2 separate regions of the Rattus norvegicus genome follow, and region 2 is linked to region 1. The links are chromatin contacts, called in public Hi-C maps. All regions are on one chromosome and are shown on one strand. Each heading gives the region's core, a stretch centred on a gene start, on an enhancer-like site or on the middle of the called end of the contact. The rest is flanking DNA. Distances are from core to core; before and after follow the strand shown. Region 1 overlaps LOC102554279 (a long non-coding RNA gene). Region 2 has its middle 79 kb from the start of Pdcd6ip.

Region 1 (3,366 bases), core at 564-3,063:
GCATGACGGCACACCTGTAAACCCAGCACTGAGGAGAGGAGACGGGTGAGCCTTGAAGCTCACTGGCTGGCCAGCCTAGCCTCATGTGCTAGCTAAGAGTCTCGCAAAAGAAGATGGAGCTAGACTGATAGTTCATCAATCAAAAGCACTTGATGGCCGTGCTGAGGATTGGAGTTGAGCTCCCAGCACCCACAATGAATCTCAAAACCATCTGTAACTCCAGTTCCAGGAGATAGGCTGCCCTTTTATAGCCTCCATGGCCATCAAGCATACACATGTTATACATACATACATACAAACACTCATGTACTTAAAATGAAATGAGTCTTAAGGAAAAAACAAGCTGGAGAGAGACTAAGGAAGACACACAAAATTGACCCCTAGTCTCCATTTACGTGCTTTGCACGCACATACATGCATGTGCATCTGTACTTACACAGGAACAGAGAGAGAGAGAGAGAGAGAGAGAGAGAGAGAGAGAAACAGAGATACAAAGAGAAGGTAAGGTACAATTCTTTGTCTCTAAGACTAACATGAATCCATTGCCCACTTGAAGGTCAGTGGCTTCTCGCTGCATTGTTTCCTACACAGGACATCTTTCTCCAGAAACGCCTCCCAGTTTTGTTTCCCCTTCTATTAGCCTCATGGAGTATCCCCCCAAACATCCTGTGGTCCAGGCTCCACTGTATCTAGCCAGATGACCAAACTGCTCATCACTACAAAGCCAATGTCCAGACATGGGGAGACGGTAAATCTGTCCATCCCTTGCCCCACTTCTGCCTGACTCTGACCCAGATACTGAGTTGCTCATGGGCCTTTCCTTTCTTATAACTGGTAAATCATGCTTCATATCTGCACAGAGGAGAGCCGAAGTAGAATCAGAGACCTCACAATCCAAACCCTTACAGTGTCAAGTGACCCATTGGTTACCCAAGCCCTCATGTGTCACTCTTGACACTCTTGAGTCTCTAAGGATGTGTGAGGTATCAGCAAACAGCTGCCTCAACCACGAACGTTGTCCCAGACACAGCCTATCTTGTCTTCCTTCTGACAGCACCTCGAAAAGAGACCTATACCTGAGGCCTCCTACATGTGAGTTGTCTCCCTGTCTCTCTATTTTGGCTCTCTAGTCTTGATGATTTCATTCTGCTTGCTCGAAAATGAAGCAGATCGTTGGGAGGGGTTTTCTAGCCAGGATCCAAATTATCTTTCTTAACAAGCTATGATGAATGTTGGAGAAACCACAGCCAATGGAAGAAAAGAGCGAAGGAGGTGCCCAGTAAACCTTGCACCTGGTAGGGAAAACACGTTAAAATACTCCATCCTCAAACCCCTGCCTTTGTTTTCTGAAAGCTTCTCCCGTGTATCTGCCTGTCTGTATATAGATGTATATGTACACATGTGTAGATGCATGTAAAGATCAAAGGCAAAGACAGGATGTCACTCCTTAGGATCCTCTTTCATCGGCCTGGATCTTTACCGAGTAGGCTAAGCAACCTGGCCAGAAAGCTGCAGGGATCCACCTGTCCCCACCTCCTATCTTGCCATGCCTGGAGTTATGAGCATATGCCGCCACACCTGGTATTTTACATGGGTTCTGGGAATCTGAATTCACACAGACAAGGCAAGCAATTTACCAAGACATTCCTCCCAGCCTCTATTTCTTGCTATTTTAGAAAACCTTTGGAGATTGGGTGGTTTTTTTTCCTGCATACAATGCTGTTTGAGTCAGACAACCTACAAAGGAAGGCTGTCAGACACCCGAGGTGGCCCCACAAATGTGCCATGCATGCCCTCTGGTTGAGTTGAGCCTGGGTCATTCTCTGAACCCTGTACAAAGCAGACAGTCAGCAGATGACTGTTGAACGGATTCAGACATGAAACAGAGCTTCAGAGGGTCTTCTCTGGTTGCCTGGGAGCACACATTTACCTGCCTGATCTCCGCAGCCATGAGAACAGTGGTCACATGTGTCTGGTCTCAGCTTGGATTCTCTGCTCAAACTTGTTCCATAGTCATTGAGCACCTGTTTTCTTTGGCAGGGCCGCTTCCACAGAGCTATTCCAGTGGACATTAGACTTATTGCCTGCTACATCTCTAGTGAATGATAGCTTTTGTGACAGGGAAAATGCTCCACGTCCTCACGAGTCCCATCAGTAGACATCGCTGTAAGATAGGAACAGAGCAGCAGGCAGAGACGACCGCTAGTGAAGATTTAGCTCCTGGTTAGCAAGAACAGACTTTGCAAGTAGTTTTGGAAATGAGGTCAAACCCATTTGTTTCCAGATGGTCCCAGACAGTCCAAAAAGAAAAAGTAGCAAAGGGTAATGGAAAATTTTTCAGGCATCGTGTGGTCATTCATCACATCTAACCAGCACCTCTGTTTCTGAAAGGCTGGATAAATCTGTCTTGGAGCTAACCGTGGATCTGTCTAGTAGATGTGAACTTTATTTTTCTAAGTAACAACTTTTCATTGAATGCTTCCTAATCTGATACAAAGTAATCATTCCTCCGATGTTGCAATCCACTGGTCTCTTCTAGCATTATTCACACAATCGTTTTTGTTGAGCATCTATTGTTTCTGGACATGGGGATGGAGTAATGAGCAGATCATCCACCCTGTGAAATGTATGTATTCACTCTATTTGGGCCCTGGGGAAGATCAACGAAAAGGGGTGTGTGTGTGTGTGTGTGTGTGTGTGTGTATGGTATGTGTGTATGTATGTGTGTATGTATGTGTGTATGTGTATGTGTGTCTGCTTGTGTGTGTATATGTGTGTATATGTGTGTATGTGTGTGTATGTGTATATGTGTGTATGTGTGTGTATGTGTGTATGTGTGTGTATGTGTGTGTATGTGTGTGTATGTGTATGTGTGTGTGTTTGTGTGTGTATATATGTGTGTATGTGTGTGTATGTGTGTGTCTGTCTATCTGTCCGTGTGTATATGTGTGTATGTGTGTGTATGTGTGTGTCTGTCTATCTGTCTGTGTGTATATGTGTGTATGTGTGTGTATGTGTGTGTCTTGTCTATCTGTCCATGTGTATATGTGTGTATGTGTATGTATGTGTATGTGTGCATGTGTGTGTATGTGTGTGTATGTGTGTGCGTATGTGTGTGTGTCTGTCTGTGTGTCCATGTATATGTGTGTGTGCACGCGCATGTGTATATGTGTATCTGTCTGTGTGTCCGTGTCTGTGCATGTGTCTGTGTGTCTGTGCATGTACATGTATATGTGGGTAATCGGTGGGAGGTTTCAGATGAAGGAGGTCAGAATCACTGCGGTAATAGGGGCCTGTTCTCTGATGTAGAGTCCTCAAGGCAGACTTCATGAGGTGGACATTCAATAACTAGCTTTCGATTAAACT
Region 2 (3,506 bases), core at 377-2,876, 250 kb after region 1:
ATCACACGAATGGTCCCAATAGGTCTTTAAAGGACTCTGAGACATCGATCTGAAACTTCCCAAGCCAGGCCTCCAGTCTTCTCGCTGCTCCCCGTCCTATCTTCCAAGCTCCTACAACAGCTCACTGAGCTCTGAGCAGCTCTGAGCACTCAGTGGCTTCTCCACTCCAAAGCTACAAAGTCATCTACTTCCTTCCTACTGCATAGTCTTAAAATCTAAAAGCTACGGGGTTGGGTCCATCACAGCAGAGGGGGAAGGGTAACTTCAGCTCACAGGCTGCTGAGGGAAACCAAGCTCACAGTCCATCACTGAGGGAAACCAAGGTAGGAACCTGGAAGGAGGATAGAGGAATGCTTCTAACTGCCTTGTTCTTCAGTTTGCTTGCTCAGCCTGCTTCCTTATACACAGCTGGCCTGCCTAGGGACGGTACCGCCCACAGTGAGCTAGCCCCACCCACATCAACCATTTATCAAGAAAATGCCCCCCATATCCTTGCACACAAGCCAGTTCAGTGGAGGAAGTTCCTCAAATGGGGCACCTGCTTCCCAGGAGATTTTACTTTGTGTCAAAGTAACAAAAACAAAAAACAAAAACAAAAACAAAAAACTAAAAAACCAGTGCACTATTGTTGCTTGGCTGAGGCAGCTACAGTTGGGCAATCTTCAAGACCTACCAACCTCCTCCTAGCTACCATCATCTTTTATTCCTTCCTGCCCACAGACATCTTAATTCATCCTCTCTCACAAAAGAAAATGATTGCAAGGTCCTACCCTTTTTTTTTTTCCCCGTGAAGAGAAAAGAAAACTAATATTGTTTTCCTGCTTGGAGCTTTGTCAGAAATGCCTGGAAGACAAAATTAAATCTGAGATCAATCAAAACCTTGAGCAAAGGGATAAGCCAGACCTCCCTCAGGGCTCAGACTATGCGGACCCCGCCAGGCACTGGAAGTCCTTGGAAGGAGTGCTGGATGTGACCTTCCTGTCCCAGGATTTTACCTCCTAACGATGTCATCCTTGCCCTGATCTGATCCCAGTTTCGGGTGCACAGCCCTGGTCCTGCCTCACCTCCTGTTCTGACATCAGCATGGAGGACTAAGGGACCCTGAACTGTGAGCCTGGCTTCTTAAATACTCTAGGGGGGTCTCCGGGACCCTCAAAACAGCAGCCAGCAGCTAAGCACTGTGTCTTTCCCCCGTCCTAAGGATGAGTTAGGTTGATTGAGGATTTTCTTTTTGGTCCTTTTAAATTGTAAGTGGCTGCAGCTCAAAATGTCACAAATACAAAAATAACATCTCTTGACACTCCGCGGCTTAAAAACAGTTCCTGGGATGAGGTCTATGTTCTGTTTCTCCGCATCCACTTGGCTGACGCCTCCCTCCCTCCCTCCCTTCCTCCCTCCCTCTCTCGTCCGTGTCTGGTTAATAAGCATCATGTCTTTCCATAGTCTGTTTCTGCAGGCATCCTGGTCTCCTGCTGTATTTTTCCCATCTCTGCTTAATTCTTGCCTCCTCAGACCCACCCATCAGAGCCTTCTCAGCAGCCCAGCTGAGGCACAGCCTTTGGCCAGAGACTGTGTCATCTGCCTGTACACAGGGTCCAGTTTCCTGCCTCCCCTCTGCTTCCAGGCCTGCTTTGCTGCTCTCTGGGCAGTGGTTGAGTGGAGCTGAGGCTTAGGTGACTCTCTTGGGCTCTGTCCAGTGCCATCGGCTACCACCATGATGATGGGGACAGAATCCTTGCTGCCTCACAGGCAGGGAGCCATGGCTTGGAGCCGAGCGGCAAGGCATCTGGGGACCAAGGAGGGGACTCATGGTGGAAAACACATCAAAAGAACAAGCGATGACTCCATTTTCCTTTCTCAAAACACCTGCCCAAGACGCCTCCTCTCTATTCCTGTCAGATTATCCCAAGGCAGCCACACAAAGACAGCTGCCTCGCATAGGATTGGGGCTTTGGCCAAGCACACCAAGGTGCAGTCCAGGCCTCTGGGCAGAAAGGCCTTGACCCAGTGTCCTAGGGCCTCGGCGTAGTCACTTGTGACGTAAGATAGTAGTAACTCAAAGTGTTTCTCAGGTTCACAGGAGGCGGTGGCCGTAATAGACTTGAGGCACCATTGTCTCCTGGCTTCTGTTCAAAATTTCTTCCCACCGAGGATGGTGTGCACACCTTTAAACCCAGCACTGGGGAGGCAGAGGCAGTTGGGTCTCTGTGAATTCAAGGCCAGCCGTGTGAATTCATGTGAATTCATGTATTCGTATAGGGACACCTTATCTCAAAAAAAAAAAAATCTTCTTATGACCTCTCTTGTCTCTCTGTAGAAAAAGTTGGCTCTTGGATAGTTTCTCCTAAGAAAGCTCTCTTTCAGTCAGCCAATCCACTTGAAAAAGTTTTCTGAACACCTACACTGTGCAGAGTTCCTTAGACAAGAACTGGGCACGTTAAAATCTAATGAGGTAGCCCCTGCTCTCTCGAGGATCGCAAGGCAGCAGAAGAGACACACACCAGGTACGACAGGCACCTCAGAACTGCAGGGAAAGGGTAGCTATCGGATTAGTGAGGATAACCCATGCTCTTTGGAGACATGGTCTGAGTCAGGTTACCTGCCCTCCTTGGTGGGGGAAGGACTTCTGGCATGAAAAGCCAGGGGCAGGAAGCTGTCAGTGTCTGGGGCTTGCATGCCCTGCTCTACAAGATCCTGCTGTGAAGAATGTGGGAGTGAGGAGACGACCCTGTTAAGGAAGTTCTTGCCTCGCAATCCTGAGGACCTGAGTTTGATCCCCAGAGTCCACACTCTAAAAAAGAGATGGGAGAAGCCAAAATGGCACACACTCAAAATCTCATCGTTGGAGAGCCTGAGACAAGGTGGTTGCAGGGACTAGCTAGCAAGTGAGCGAGCCTATTAGGCAAGTTCCAGGCCGTGAAGAATCTGCACCAGATAGTATGAATAGTGCCTCATGTCTCCCCCTGGCTTCCACATGCATGTGCACACACACATGCACACACACACGGACACATACATACATACATACATACACACACACACACACACAATACTGAATAAACAAAAAGATTCTAACATCCAGGTAAAGCTTTATACTCTAACCATACTCTACCCTCTCATCTTAAACACACACACATGGACATACACATACACACACACACACGGACACACATACACATGCACACACATGTGCATACATGCATGCATGTACACACACATGCACACACACGTGTACACGTGCACGCACGTACACACACATGCACACACACACACACATACACACACACACCCATCAGCACTCACTGTAAGAGGACCTTGCACATCACTCATAACCAAGCATCCTGCCACCTGCCCCCACACCCCTCTCTTTGGTCATGGATGAGAGGTACCGCAGGGGTCTCCTGGATGCACCTGGAATGAATTCAAGTCTCATCCTAGCATGGCGCGCAGCTGCCGGAGTTAATAAGGAAGCTGTGGCAGCTTCGGGAGGCAGTTCAGGGCTTTGA

Evidence for each region. Hi-C and Micro-C count contacts between places; a contact is called where the count stands out from the background.
Region 2: a contact with region 1 is called in a Hi-C map of frontal cortex, with 5 times the contacts expected there. The contact joins two enhancer-like sites. A contact is called at or near these places in 4 of 12 Hi-C or Micro-C datasets (the A7r5 cell line, Schwann cells, frontal cortex and 1 more).

What each region holds. Positions count from the first base shown.
Region 1 is chr8:122,190,733-122,194,098 of GRCr8, forward strand. The region is part of intron 4 of LOC102554279 (a long non-coding RNA gene); the gene reads right to left. Among named protein-coding and RNA genes, the nearest start is that of Pdcd6ip, 330 kb to the right of the region's middle. Within about 2 kb of position 1,814, at least 8 of the 93 cell types and tissues checked have an H3K27ac peak or open chromatin away from gene starts, as enhancers often do.
Region 2 is chr8:122,444,050-122,447,555 of GRCr8, forward strand. No RefSeq gene overlaps it. Among named protein-coding and RNA genes, the nearest start is that of Pdcd6ip, 79 kb to the right of the region's middle. Within about 2 kb of position 1,627, at least 9 of the 93 cell types and tissues checked have an H3K27ac peak or open chromatin away from gene starts, as enhancers often do.